Linked DNA regions of Sus scrofa: all the other regions are linked to region 2. The links are chromatin contacts, called in public Hi-C and HiChIP or PLAC-seq maps. All regions are on one chromosome and are shown on one strand. The core of a region is the stretch at or near the end of the contact, and the rest is flanking DNA. Distances in the headings are between cores, read along the strand shown.

Region 1 (4,954 bases), core at 1,156-3,655, 250 kb after region 2:
GTTCTAAACAACTCTTGGACTTGATGTGCCACTTCTTTTTCCCAAGCCAACACCATTACGCCTGTAGTTTCCTTGTCTAGACGATGGCAGAGATGCAGGGGCTCTGCCTTGTGGCCATGAAGAATCTTTGCCAGGATGGGTAATACATCACTGATGCAGAGCTGGACCCCAGGGCCACCTAAGAAGGAAAAAGCCAGAGATGTGAGTGGCCAGGAAAAGAGCCCACCAAAGACTTCTACTTGGGAAAATAGCCCTTTTTGGATTAATGATGATTTCTAGAACCTTATTACTAAGGTTTTGCTCCAGGGTCTAACAACATGTCAGTATGCCCAGGGAACTTGCTAGAAAGGAATCTCAGGCCCCCAAACCAGAGTAATAAATCAAAATCAGCATTTTAATAAAACACCCAAGTGATTCATGTGCACATTAAATTTTAAGAAACACTGTCCCAGAGCATGTGGCTTTCTCTTCAGACATATATATATATATTTAATCTACTTATGTACTCAGAAGAAAATTAGCAACCAAAAATGAGGAGGTCTGATATTTCACTACACAAATAAAGGCTTGAAATTTGCCAAGTAAACTCTAGTGAGAAATGCAAGACCATGAGGCCTTTCTGAGGCATTACAGAAGAGCTAAGAGAATGGGCTTTGAGGGGAGATATTCTTGGGTTCATTCTGTGTTCCCTCCTAACTAGCCATTGACCTTGGACAGATTACTTAATCTTTCCAACTTTGAATTTTCTCATCTATAAAATATAAGTATCTAATTATTTCACAGAGTTCCCTGGTGCCTGGCAGGGAGGCATGCGTTGTCACTGCTGTGTGGTTCTAGTTACCACTGAGGTATGGGTTTGATTCCTGACCCAGGAACTTCTACATACTGCATATGTGGCTAAAAAAAATTAGAATAAAAAACAGCTATCTCATGGGAAATGGAAAGGCAAGAAGCTATTCTGAGGGTCAAGAGAGGGGGGAAAAAAAAAACACACAAAGTACTTGGCAATATTTGATTTAATTCCTTATCTTCATGTACAACCTTCTCCATACCGCCCCCTGAGCATTTGTTCTTCTAGCCTGGAGTGAGTCAGGAAAGATGGATTTAAAAAAAAAAAATTGCACTTGTGAAAAGGATTTTGCTAGGGGAAAACATGTTTTTGGCATTTTTCTATATCAGTCTTTCCTGACTCACTCCAGCTGTCTCTAACAACTACACAGAACCTTTATTCAAAATCATTACGTGTCCATTAAGTTCTAGACACCCTGGGGTTTTGTTAGGTATACATCAACACACAAATTATGTCCTCTTTCCCAGTTTTGATGGAAACTAACTTGAAGGCAAGAACCACACAGCCTTTGTACTTTTTCTATAGCAATCCCCACTGGAGGTCTGCAGACAGCAAATTCTATAAATCACTGCTAATTGCCAGAAGTCTGGAAGGTGGGGACTGTCTTATTTATCTCTGTGTCCTGGGTAGTGCCTTACATAGACAGTACCCCGCAAAAATTTGATTATTTTGAAAGAGAGACTTCAGAGAGCCCCGGAAGTAAAATCAGTAGAGTTGCCCCTACTTAGAGCAGAAATCAGCAGCAGGGCCCCCCCTTCCTTTCCCACGTGCTCCTTACCATGCACAGGGAGACCATAAGGCTTATTGATGACCAGCAGGTCCTTGTCCTGGTGGACAATTCCTCGGCTCAGCGCCTTAGCAAGCACATTGGGGTGGACTCGCTGCAGCTGCTCTGTGAACCGCACTAGTTCTCGTACTCTCCGCTGAACAGGGTTCGTGGGCACCTACAGGGAGAGAAGGAGCGACGGGAAACGCCTGGTGGGAAGGACCTTCAATAAGTATAAGAATTTGGGAAGGGAATGCCTATACTTGTGCCTTAGTCTCGTGCTTTCCCCGAGTAATCTGAAAGCAGGGGTGTCTTCCTTGTACCCATGAAGAGCTTCGGGCCGAAGTCCGCAGGAACCAATGATCCAATGCACAAGAAGCTACAGTACACTACTGCCTTCTCCCCTTCGCTTTCTTCCCATTCGTCCACCACTGTCCTCGACTTTTACGTGAGACCTGTCCGAAGACCTCCCTCCCGGCCTGGGAAACCAGTGAGCGCACTGCCTCTTGGGAGTCGTGATCCTTCTGGACTCACCGGCCCCTTCGCCTTTTGTTTCTCTTTCTGGGCTCGGAGCCTCTCTGCCAGTTGCTGGGCATCCATGGGCCTAGAGGCGGCAGCAGCGGAGCAAAGTCGCTTTGAGACGAAAGTGAAGAGACTCCCCAGACACTGTCCGGAACTCCGGACCCAGAAACCTGGCACACAGCAACTGGGCACCGCCATCTTGCCGAGAAGGGAGGGCCAGCTAAAACCCAGGGCAGAAGAGGGACCAGAGCGAGGCGGGAGTGGGTGTGTCTTAAGGTCACGTGGGGCGGGCGGGGGCGGGATTCTGGCCGAGTCACGTGGGGGCGGTACGCGCTAAGTGCGGCTGCGCCGGCCGGTAGCTGCAGCTGGAGCGGTGGCGTTTGGAGGAGACGCGGTGAGTGTGTGGGGAAGCCGAGCTGGGGTTTGTAACTACCGGTACTTTAACGCCTTGACGTTTCTACGTCCCAAGAGCTTACCTTCTCGGAGGTGCCTGTGTTGGGAAACCGTTTCTCCCTTTGGGAGACGAGCCCACTGAAAACCACCTCCCCGCCCCCGCGCCCTGCAGAAACGATGCCCCATAAACGCTCGCTCCAGAGCAGTCTTGGGCGCCCACCTTGACCCTCCTGGCAACCAGGTCCCAGCTGTTCGGCCAGTCCCCGGACGTCGGGTCCCCGTTGCTTTCCGCTCGACCTTCGGAGACGCGGGATCTGAAGCCTTTCCACCCCTCACCTCCTGACTCCCAACCTCTTTGTTTCGCGTTGTAACTAGTCCTCTCCAAGGGTGATGGGGAGCCCTTCCGTTATCCAGGTCCCATGTTTCCTTCCTAGGGAGCACCCTGAATTTCTCCTGCCTTCTTGAAGAATTCATTTCTTGGATTGCGTCTTCTCACCCCCACCCTCTTCCTACTCCTTCCCAAGGGAAGACAAAGTACAGAGCACGAACCTTCTCTTCTCTTTTCTGCTTCCTTCATTTTTCCCCTCCGTGGTTTGCAACCGCTCCAGACCCTCTCTCCTCTTACAAGGTGCAGTGTTTGGAGTCCCATGCCCAAACTGCTAGCGACTTCACTAAGTCAAGACCGTCTGACTTCATTAAGGGGTGGCAGGGAAAAGGAACCATCTGGTTGGGATGGTAATGTTAAAAACACCTTGGGACATACCTGCCATTTGTTAAGAAGAAAGCTGACGCCGAGCGCAGAAGGGATGTCAAAAAATTAATGGATCTGTGCTGACGATAGAGGAAACAGTTTTTGACTCCTTAGAAAGAAGGCTGCCTGAGAAGTTAGAGGAGGTCATGGAATTAGTTTTACCTCCTACTCCTATAATAGGGTTTGGCTGAAGGGAGCCATATTGAGCATGAAACAAAGTTGGACAGATAAGTGGAGCCAGCCAACTTGAGGAAGAATTTGAACTAGAAGTGATTAAGTAGGGAGGAGTCTTTGAAGCTTCTGGAGTAGGAGAGAGACTCCTTGAAAGAGGAATTTTCAGATTGAAAATGTGAGGAATTTGATAGCAGGGCAATCAGCTAGGATGCTGCAGTCTAGGCTGTCGGTAGTAAGGCTTTGCTTCCTTCAGTGGTCTTTTTCCCTACACTGTACTATTCTTTGAGATTGAATTTGAGTTGAATAGATCAAGATGTACCATTGGCAGCTGCAGTTGAACTGTGAGTCCCTTAAGGACTTACTCATTTTTTCATCCCCACATCTGGTACAGAGTAAACTCACAAATCTTCCTTAGCTGGCTAAAGTGCATCGTAGGCATGCATTAGTTGTATCTGAACATTTTGAATTGTCTAATTTTTGTCCATTTTTGACCCGAAGAATGGAGGTAGGACTACATGTGTTTACAAAGGGGATGGGGGAGAAGACCTGTGTATGTTTCTGTAGTAAGAGATGTGATTAGGGTATAAATGTGAGGAATTCCAAAGGGAATTGGGAAACGTTCCTCTCTCCAACTGTTTTTCCAACAGCAGATTCTCAGGAAAGATGGATTTATAGAAGTCGAGAATTACTACCTTTTACTAATATGCCCCAGACTTTAACTTAACAGTTGCCCATCACATGTTATGTAGGTACATGAAGCCTCCTTTCCAAAGACTCTGAAACTTGGACATGAGGACTTGAATTAATGTAAATTACAAACTTGGACATGATAACTTTAATGGGTTTGTGTGGAGGCTGGGAGAACCTATTTCTACCTTAACCTGTCCTTAATGGTGTTCATGAAGTGATTCCTGTTCCTGTAGAATTGGCCTTCGGTGGCAGGAAATAAAATGAAGAGCCAACTCAGATGTCATTGCTGGTGACACAGAGCTGTGTTCTTGGGTTTCAAGTTAACCTGGGGCATATACTATAGTGCCTAGGAATAAAAACACTGGTCACTTTTCTTCTGAAGGAAGTTTTAGGTTTTCCATGTTGAAACTTTGTAAGAGAAATTTGGTGAATTCAAAGTTTTTGTTTGCATAGTATCACAGTACAGCTTTAGCCAATATAGATGCAGAAGTTTCTGTTTCCTTAATGTTTATCCTATGAGTCTAGGCAGTTGTTGATTGGAAATCAAGTTGCTCTCAGTACACAAAAATTTATGGAAACATATATTGCTTCCTTCCTCTTCCTTGTTAAGTTGAAAACCTGTTCTAGGCAGTTCATTTTTCCACTTCTACACCCATCTCATTTTTTTTTTTTTTTTTGGTTGAGGACTTGTCTGATACATAGATTTTGATATATCATAGTATGTGCCCTCAAAATAACTACATGAAGAAAAACTTGCTAATTTATTTTTAAGGATATTTTCTAACCTGTGCAAGAACAATAAATCCTC
Region 2 (4,391 bases), core at 1,165-3,664:
CTTTTAGAGGTATCTAAAGTGAAATCATACAGCATTTGTCTCTTGTAATTTATTCTTTTGAGTAATTGCATAACGATAACATCATGGTATATGGATTTATGTATATCATTCAACCATTACTAGTATTTTTTCCCGCCACACAAAAATGCCATAGAGAATTTTTTGTATGCATATCCTTCCATACCGGAGTTTGCTGGGTTTTCTTTTCCCCCCCGTAGTATAAATTGCCAAAAATGACATGATTGGGTCAAAGAGATGCATATTTCCAGTTTTCATATATGTTACCAGACGCCTCTTTCAAAAAATCCGTGGTAGTTCACATACCTGCCAGCTGTGATGGAGTGTTGTCTCTCCCACAACTTCTCCAGCTCTAGCTTTCATCATTCTTTTCAAGTTTTGCTATTCTGATAAATGAAAAGCAGTGCCACACTTTTAAAATTTGCATTACCTTGACTATTAGTGAGGCTGGGCATCTTTCCATAAATGTACTGACCATTTGGATTTTCTCTTCCATGAGTCACCTATTCATATGTCTGGTCCATTTTTGACTAGTTATTTCTCTTTCTTATTGTGTGTCGGAACTCTCTGCATATTCCAGATGTTAACTCTTTATTGGGGGTAAACTGAAATATTTCCTCCAGTCTATAATTTGTCTTTTGACTTTGTGTATGTTATCTTTAATCCTTCTACAGTTTAAACATGTAAAATTTTCCTCTATAGCTTCTGGATTTTTCTGCTTTGTTTAGAAAAATCTCTTCAAACCCTAGATTGTATAAATATTCTCCTAATTTTTTCTTCATTAAATTGTTTTAAATATTTAAATTGTTTTAAATATTGTTTAAAATTGTTTTAAATATTTCCTCATGAAATTGTTTAAATATAAAAACCAATATTTAAATTGTTTTCAATGTTTAAATTTAAATACATTTAAATCTTCCATCTATTTGAAACTTAGTTTTAATAACTTGTGAAGTAGAGAGCTTAACCTTGTTTTGTTTTTGTCAGACAGACAGCCGGTTGTGTCTATACAATTTATTAAATAAACTATCCTTTTCCCCACTGGTTTGAAATGCCACCTTTGTCATATACTGTAATCCATATGCCCTGGGATATATTTCTGGGCTGGTTTCTATTTCTGTCCCATAGATCTATTTATCTTGTCCTTTACCCTTAATGTATGATTTGATCACAGTGATTTATAGTGAGTTTTCCTAAGGCCACTTCTACCTAAATATTTCTTCACTGATGTTGTTTTCATCATTACCATTATACAAATTCCTTGCAGCTTGCAGAACCTGTGAATGTCAGTAGCTCTTCAAGACAAGCCAGACTAAGTCCGGGGAAGGCCTGCCCTGTGCCCTTTCAGCAGAGGCTAATATTTTAAGGGTCTCGCTTCTCAGCTCCAGACCCACCATCTGTCCCTGGCTTTGTGGTGCGGGCTTTAGGCCCTATGAACCCCCATTTCTGCTTTGCCGGCTGCTCCCTCTCAGATTTCCCAGTAGGAGCCTGTAGAAGAAGGCTGTGGGCAAGAAGAGGAAGGGTGGGCATTGCCTTCCTGCTTGAGCCTGTGCGTCCCCATAAGTGTTGCCTCAGCAGCAGCAGGCCCACCCTGAAGCAGCAGCAGGCCCTCCCTGAAGCAGCTGAATCCAGTTGGCAGTTTTTCCAAGACGTGCAGTTTCATCACCCCCTACCCCTCCCCATGCCCCAGGGACCCCAGAACCAGCTGGCAGGTGCCCCTTCCTCAGAAGTCTGGGCACCAGCCCAGGGGGACTTGCTTGGAGCCTCCTCCTCAGGGTTTGGGTCCCAGGCCCTGGGTCCCCCTCTTTGAAATGTCTAAGGTTCAGGATTCCAGCCTTCTCCTTTGTTTTCCCAGTGCTGGGAGTGTAGCTGCTCCTGCAGTCACCACCACTAGGATACCCAAGCCTCTCTTGTTAACCTTCTGTTACCTAATAGCTTTATACCTGGTTACCAATTCCTTACATTAAATTCTCTTTTCGATTCACTCCCTCCCAACTGGCCCCCGACTGACATAGGTAATGAAGAACTGAAGTTCTCTGGAGCTGAGGGCCTTCTTCTCTTGGCCGCCCTGCAGAGACCTCCCCTCCCTCCTCCATTCCCAGAATTATTTGGCTGCCGGTTACCAAGGAGACGGCTGACAATTTCCAGTTGCCAAGCCTCCCCCTGGAGCTCTACAGGGACATTCTGGAAACTCCCTCCTCCTTCCTGCTCCTCAGCCAGGGAACTCGGAGAAACAAGCCAGGTTGGGGGCAGGGGATGGGGAGGGGAAAGGAGGGAGCAGACCGGGCCTGAAGATGGAGAGACAAGAGTTTTCCCTGAGCCCTGGCTTCCTCCACAGATCTCCGTGCCTGGCCTGGCTCCCCCTCAGCCCTGTCCAGACACACACCCATTGGGTCCAGCAAAGGCTGAGCTCTCCAACCAGGCTCTCAGTCACAGAAAAGTGTCCGAACACTGTCACTCCAGGCATGGGAGAAGCCCCATTGCCAGCTGGAGCAGGGAAGTGCCTGGAACCTCTGTGGGGAGGCACTTTGCCCAAGCTTCCCTCTCAGTGGAGCAGCATTCATCACACACTCAAACCTGGTGTCCTGGCCCAGGCTCTAGGCTATTTCATAATAGCAACAGCAACATCAGCAACACTAATGATGATAATAATAGCAGTGAAGTGAGCGTGAATCCACAAACTTACTCATGTAAGAGTATCTGTTCCTTTATTTCATTAAAATCAAATGAAATGGACTCCACACTGGAGCCCCTGCCCTGCCAAGACTCCCACCAGAATCTAGGAGGCTTATGATGTACTCAAACCAGGGAGAAGCTGTGAATCTGGGGTCCCTCATGGCTGCTGGTGACCCAGGGACCTCTGACCTGTCCCCAATTCTGCAACATCTCTTCCAGTCCACTATAACTGCTTCCAAATGCTCTTTCCTTTCTCCTGCTCACCATGTCCATTGAAAACACCTAACATGACTTTTCAGTGAGTTTAGGCTTCTATGAACATAGGGAGATGCTAACTTCAGTGTCAAGCATGTTTTGCATCTGCCCAGTAAAAACCCCTGAGGCAATGTGGAACTAAAGACCAGGCTAAGCTGCTTCATTGATTTTATTCTCATAGAGGTATTTTAAAGAAAAGAGGAGTTCCTGTCATGGAGCAACAGAAATGAATCTGACTAGCATCTATGAAGACGTAGGTTCGATCTCTGGCCTCATTCAGCAGGTTAAGGATCCAGCATTGCCATGAGCTGTGGTGTAGGTCTCAGATATGGCTTGGATCTGGCGTTGCTCTGGCTGTGGCACAGGCTTGCAGCTGCAGCTCAAATTGGACCCCTAGCCTGGGAACCTCCATATGCCTCGGGTGCAGCCCTAAAATAAAAAATGAAAATAAAAAAAAAAAGATACCATTACCTCCCTTCCCTGAATATTTTAGTAGTCATTGAAAAACAAATAGAAATATTGTCTGACATAAATACACAACTATAATCACACATAAACTTAACAACAATTTTTCACTATTAGCCTCCTTTTTAAAAAATTTATTGGAGTATAGTTGACTTACAATGTTGTATTAGTCTCAGATATACAGCAAAGTGAATCAGTTATACTAAACATATCCATTCTTTTTTTCCCATATAGGATATTACAAAATATTGAGTAGATTTCCCTGTGCTATACAATAGGTTCTGGTTAGTCATCTATTTTATACAGTAGTGTGTATGTGTTATTCCCATCCTCCCAATTCCTCCCTAACCCCCACAGTTTCCCCTATGGTAACCATAAGATTGGTTTTTTTGTTCTGCTTTGATTTTTAGGGCTGCACTGGCTGCATATGGAGGTTCCCAGGCTAGGGGTTGAACAGAGCTGCAGCTGCTGGCTTACACCACAGCTCACCACAATGCTGGATCCTTAACCCACTGAGCAGGGCCAGGGATCGAACCTGAATCCTCATGGATACTAGTTGGATTCATTACTGCTGAGACACAATGGGAACTCCCAAGATTGGTTTTGAAATCTGTGTTTGCTTCTGTTTTATAAATAAGTTCTTTTGTATTATCCTCCTTTTATAGGGAAAAACTCAGACTTGGGGTGCATAAGTACCTTATTTGCTCTCACCTGCCTGGTGGGTGACAAAGCCAGGATCTGAAGGCTGGTAGGACTCTAAGGTCTGCTCTGTTTCCACACCCCCACCTGTGTACAGTCCTCTCCCACCTCACCACACAGCCAACCTTACAGCAGCCTTGGGAAGCATGAGTTAACCCATCAGGAAACAGGGGCCCAGGAAGGGCTGCTTGTGGAAGGGCGTCAGGAGTGGTCAAGCAGATGGAAGGAAGGCTCCTGACCAGCCTGAGCCGGCTCAGCCTCCATATCACAAACTCAGC
Region 3 (4,614 bases), core at 1,503-4,002, 170 kb after region 2:
CTTCCTCCCGCCAGCGATTGGAGGCGGCGGGGGGGAGCAGCATTTCCGATCGGCCCACCCCGTCACTGGGTCACTGGCAGAAAGGAATCCAGGAAAGGAACCCAAGATTTCAAGCCAGGTCCTGCCTGCGCCTCTTGCTTGAACAATCTCACCCCCCACCACCATTGCCCGCCGGCTGCCCTGGCCTCAGTCCTGGCCTTGGTTGGGTGGAGCAAATGATCACTTATCTCGCAGGAACAGGGCATGTGGGAGCACTTGGCACAGCAGAAAGCCCTGTGTCCAAGTTGTTGATTGCCATGACTCAGGAGAGAGGAGTGGGCAGCCCAGGAGAGCAAAGGTTCACACGAGGAGACTTTCTCCAACAACATTACATCCAGGTTTTCCGATCTAAACAACCAGCTTCGGTTGTAACTTCCCGTCTTGGAAAGTTTCTGGGAAGTGATCCGTGATAGAAATGGGCTTGGGGTTGGTCCACCTGGACACAGTGGACCTTGCTTGGTTTGAAACATCTTCCTTGGGAATGCCAGAACCAAGCTGTGGCCCGGAGGGACCAAGGGATTTCTAGCTCCTGACCTTCACCCCTGATCCTCATCAGCAACAATCATGCCACCTCCTCCTGCACTGAGAGCACTGAGAGCACTGAGTCGGGCCTGGAGGGCCCTTAAATGACCCTCCAGGTTCAAAAGAGGTGGGTGTCCCCTTGGGAATGTAGAGCTCTCTCAAACTCAAAAGGGCCAGATTTGCTTCCTCTCTGCTGTTGGGAAGATGGAAATCCATCCCATTCACACCTCTGAACTCCAAGCCTTTACTTGGGTACCATGCTGGAAGGGTCGTGGAAGTGAGGCAGAGACAGGCAGGGGAAAGCAAGAAAGAGCTCAGGCCTTGGTGCCTGGCTCACCAAGTGACAGCCAAGCAAGGGGAGCGGTTGGCTTGCAGTGAGGAAACCTGTTTCCCAGATCTGAGACCAGGGCCCTAGAGGAGCAGGGACCCAGCCGCCCCTCACAGGTGGTATGCCAGCTGAGCAAGCAGGGAGAAGAACAGACCAAGGCTGGGCCTGAGCCTGGGCCCCCCACCCAGCCCCTGGTTCCAAGGGAGGACGGCAGGAGGTCTGCTGGCCCGAGCACCACCTCCCCAGCTGGCTGCCTCCTCAGTGTCTGGTTTCACTCTCCCCCCACCCCTCTGCATTTTCCACATGGATTCTCTTTGGCCCTGGGGCGATTTTTCCAGTTCTTCATCTGTTTCTATATGGCACCAGCCGGAGAAGCAGTCTCAGTGGCAGAGGGCTGACTCTGTGTGTGTTGGGGCAGAGGTGGATGGTGGGGTGAGGGGGGAGGAGGAGGAGGAGAAGGAATTAGTAGCCCCTAGCCTAACAATACTGGTCTCGTCTCCAAACGTTGTCAGGAAAGCCCACAGACTGATGGGAGCCAGAGGATGCTGGCGCCTCGGGGACACGTGCCCACCTACTCTTTTCTTCATAATTCCTCTGGGTTTTTGAGGGGAGCAGGGGTAAAAGCTGTAGATTACACAAGAGCCTTAACCTGAAAAGGAAGAGCTCAGTCTTCCTTTCCTACCCGACAGGCCCAGTTGGTATCCCAGCCCACGTCCCCCTGGGGCTGTGAGCAGAACACTGAGGCATGAAGCCCAGCCCAAAAGACTCTGGCGTGTGTGGAGTCCATGCCCCCCCCCGGGGAGGGGGTGCAGAGGGCAGACACTCACTCTGCTCTGTTTGCCAACGAGCTTTCTCCCAGGGGATTAACAGGGCCTTCCTGCCACCCCTCTGGCTGGTGCAGGAGCCAGAACACCAACCCTGGCTGCCAGCCAGCCTGCGTTTGGGGGGCCATGCTCCCTCAGAGACTTGCAGACGCACTGCTAGGTCCTCAGGGCGGCGGGAGGGAGGGAGATGCCTCTGGGGAGTCCCTGGGGCCACCCAGCCGGGAAGTACCAGCCCTGAACTCCAGCCAGCTCTGGCTTTGGGGAAACGGGCCGCCTGGCCTGAGGCTGATAGATAACAGGGAGTCAGGAGTGTCTCTCGTGGTTTGTCCCCGCGCCCCCCAAGTCAGAGAACATATGACCAATATATAACCTGGAAGACAGAAGGGGGCAAGGTGCTGACCATGGGTCTCAGTCTTTGGGGAAACGTGTTGCCTGTGGCAGAGGCCAATCTGAACTAACAGGTGGGGGTGCTCACGGACAGGGATGGGAGTGCGAGGAGACCAGAGGAGCGGGATCCTCTTACAGGTCCCATCGAATGGGAAGCAGCTGGTGTGTGTCTCCAAGTCTTGAAAGAAATGACATGAGCTGCCAGGAAACCCTGGAGTCACCCTCCTTCGATAGATGAGGGACAAGGTGAGGCCCAGTGAGGTGACTTGCCAAAGGCCAAGGATTATGGTCAGCAGAGCCTGGCGTAGAACCAGTCGTTCTGTCATTATACCCTGTCCCTCTGGTTCTCCTCCACCGTCTCTTAGGGCCCTGCTGCCACCCCCGAGCACGAAGGCAAGAGGGAGATAAGCAATTCTCTTCTGCTTAGATGGAAGGTTAGGACTACGGCAGCCCTTGAGGAAGGCAGACGCACTAGAGCCCATGGCCCTGAAGGCGGCGCTCCAGAGCCAGAAGGCCTGGAACCATGCAGGGGCCCCCAAGACCAGCTCTAATTCTAGGAGGCTGCACTTGCCTCTCGCCTTGTCCTTCCCTGCACTCTGCTAAGTAAACAAACACGGCACTCAGGCAGCTCTCTGCTGGCAAACACCCCCGACTTAGCAACGGCTCCTAGAATAAATAAACACTCGTACTCTGCAGGCTTACACACGCCTGTGCTCCCTGCCGTCCACTGAGCCCCCATCGGGACCCAGTCTTAGCAGAGAGGCTACCATCAGGGTTGTGGCTGAGACTGCCACCTTCCGCCAGGGTAATAGGACGATCTGGGACCCTTATGCTTGGAGACCCAGTCTGGAGGCAGAGTCTCTTCTAAGAAGCACTGAAGTCAACCCTGAGGGCCAGTGGAATGTGAGGGGACCTTCAGGATGATGTAGTAATGAGATCAGCCAGCGGAAGCCCGGGGAGAGAAGACTTGCCCAAGTGCTTAAGAATGCATCTCCCAGGAGTTCCCCTTGAGGCACCATGGAAAAGAATCCAACTAGGAACCATAAGGTTGTGGGTTTGATCACTGGTCTCGCCCAGTGGGTTAAGGATCCGGTGTTGCCGTGAGCTGTGGTGTAGGTCGAAGACACTGCATGGATCCTGTGTTGCTATGGCTGTGGTGCAGGCTTGCAGCTGTAGCTCCGATTAGATCCCTAGACTGGGAACCTCCATATGCCACGGGTACGGCCCTAAAAAGCAAAAAAAAAAAAAAGAAAAAGAAAAAGAAAAAAGAAAGAATGGGTCTCCCAGAGGCAACTCTTTCCCCTCCCTCAAAAAAGGCCTTTCTCCTGCCAGTCATTTGGATCATTTTCACTGTGGCACTTTGTGGTCAGGAGACAAGCACAAGATGGCAAAACCTCAAGAAATGACAATTAGATAGTAAATGACCTTCTCCATGAGGCCTAGGGAAGGTGAAGGAAGAGTGCTCCCACCACATGGTCACAGTGGCCACAGTGGCCTTCCCTTCCTAGGAGCTGTCTTGTCTTTTCCTTGGGAAGGGTGGCTTCCTGTGACAACCAGCTCACAGCTGAGTGCCAGCCACCTCCTTATCAGTAAGTCAGATGGGAATGGCAGTTACCTAGCGCTTGAGCTCCAACTGGGGAACAGTCAAAGCAAAGTCATCTTAGGCCAAAGGAACTGGAGGTGAACAACAGGAAGATATGTTTAATACCTAAGAAAATCAAGACAGCTGAGAGGGAGGCGGGTAGGTAGTGGTGTTTAAACCAAAGCTCAGGGCAGAACATGGGGAGGGGCCCACAGTGGAGACCAGGCATGGTGGGGGCAGAGCAGCACCAGGCCTTTTTGTTATTAGCTATGGGCCAGGGTGCAAGTTACCCAAATTGTTCTGTGTCTACAATTGTCACTTAGGAGTTCCCTGGTGACCGTGAAGTTATAGAATCCAGCGTTGTCACGGCTATGGTTTAGGTTATTGCTGTGGTATGGGTTTGATCCCTGGCCTTGGAACTTTCACATGCCGCAGGCAAGGCCAACAAACTAAAATAAAACAAAATAAAATTGTCGCCTTAGGTGGTTGCTGTAAAGATGAATTGAATGCCATGTATTGTCTCTAGCACTAGCTCTGCTGCCATCCACAGCAATGGATGACCATGGTAAGGTTTTCCATCCCAGCTCTATTTCCCTTTATTGTATGAAAAAATAAATAAATAACTGAGTTGAAATAAGATGATATGTGTGAAAATAACCTACAAAATTGAGGCATTAGCATCTTCTTTTCTTTATAGGGCCACATTTGCAGCTTATGGAAGTTCCTAGGCTAGAGGTTGATTAGGAGCTGCAGCTGCCAGCCTACACCACAGCCACAGCAACGCCAGATCTAAGCCATGTGTGCAACCTACACTGCAGCTCGAGGCAATGCCAGATCCTTTAACCCACTGAGCAAGGCCGGGGATTGAACCCACGTCCTCCACGTCCTCATGGACATTAGTCAGGTTTTTAACCTGCCGAGCCACAATGGGA

The links. A called contact is a pair of places that touch in the nucleus more often than the background predicts. HiChIP or PLAC-seq counts read pairs in DNA pulled down with a chosen protein or histone mark.
Region 1: a contact with region 2 is called in an H3K27ac HiChIP or PLAC-seq map of skeletal muscle. The contact joins the promoter of RPUSD4 here to the enhancer-like site in region 2. A contact is called at or near these places in 3 of 5 promoter capture datasets (fetal liver, fetal skeletal muscle and liver), 31 of 47 Hi-C or Micro-C datasets (adipose tissue, alveolar macrophages, blood and 16 more) and 1 of 2 datasets of contacts at active chromatin or transcription factors (skeletal muscle).
Region 3: a contact with region 2 is called in a Hi-C map of subcutaneous adipose tissue, with 1.6 times the contacts expected there. The contact joins two enhancer-like sites. A contact is called at or near these places in 3 of 47 Hi-C or Micro-C datasets (heart right ventricle, omental adipose tissue and subcutaneous adipose tissue) and 1 of 2 datasets of contacts at active chromatin or transcription factors (skeletal muscle).

What each region holds. Positions count from the first base shown.
Region 1 is chr9:53,306,787-53,311,740 of Sscrofa11.1, forward strand. RPUSD4 (RNA pseudouridylate synthase domain containing 4) reads right to left here and starts at 2,406. Exons shown (of 7, transcript NM_001244957.1): 1 at 2,151-2,406; 2 at 1,629-1,794; 3 at 1-178. The coding sequence starts at 2,336. FAM118B (protein FAM118B) reads left to right here and starts at 2,412. Exons shown (of 8, transcript XM_005667489.3): 1 at 2,412-2,532.
Region 2 is chr9:53,057,352-53,061,742 of Sscrofa11.1, forward strand. No RefSeq gene overlaps it. Among named protein-coding and RNA genes, the nearest start is that of DDX25, 30 kb to the left of the region's middle. Within about 2 kb of position 2,415, at least 15 of the 83 cell types and tissues checked have an H3K27ac peak or open chromatin away from gene starts, as enhancers often do. A contact at or near this core is called in adipose tissue, embryonic fibroblasts, fetal skeletal muscle and 2 more, where this site is marked.
Region 3 is chr9:53,228,044-53,232,657 of Sscrofa11.1, forward strand. No RefSeq gene overlaps it. Among named protein-coding and RNA genes, the nearest start is that of CDON, 51 kb to the left of the region's middle. Within about 2 kb of position 2,753, at least 25 of the 83 cell types and tissues checked have an H3K27ac peak or open chromatin away from gene starts, as enhancers often do. A contact at or near this core is called in omental adipose tissue and skeletal muscle, where this site is marked.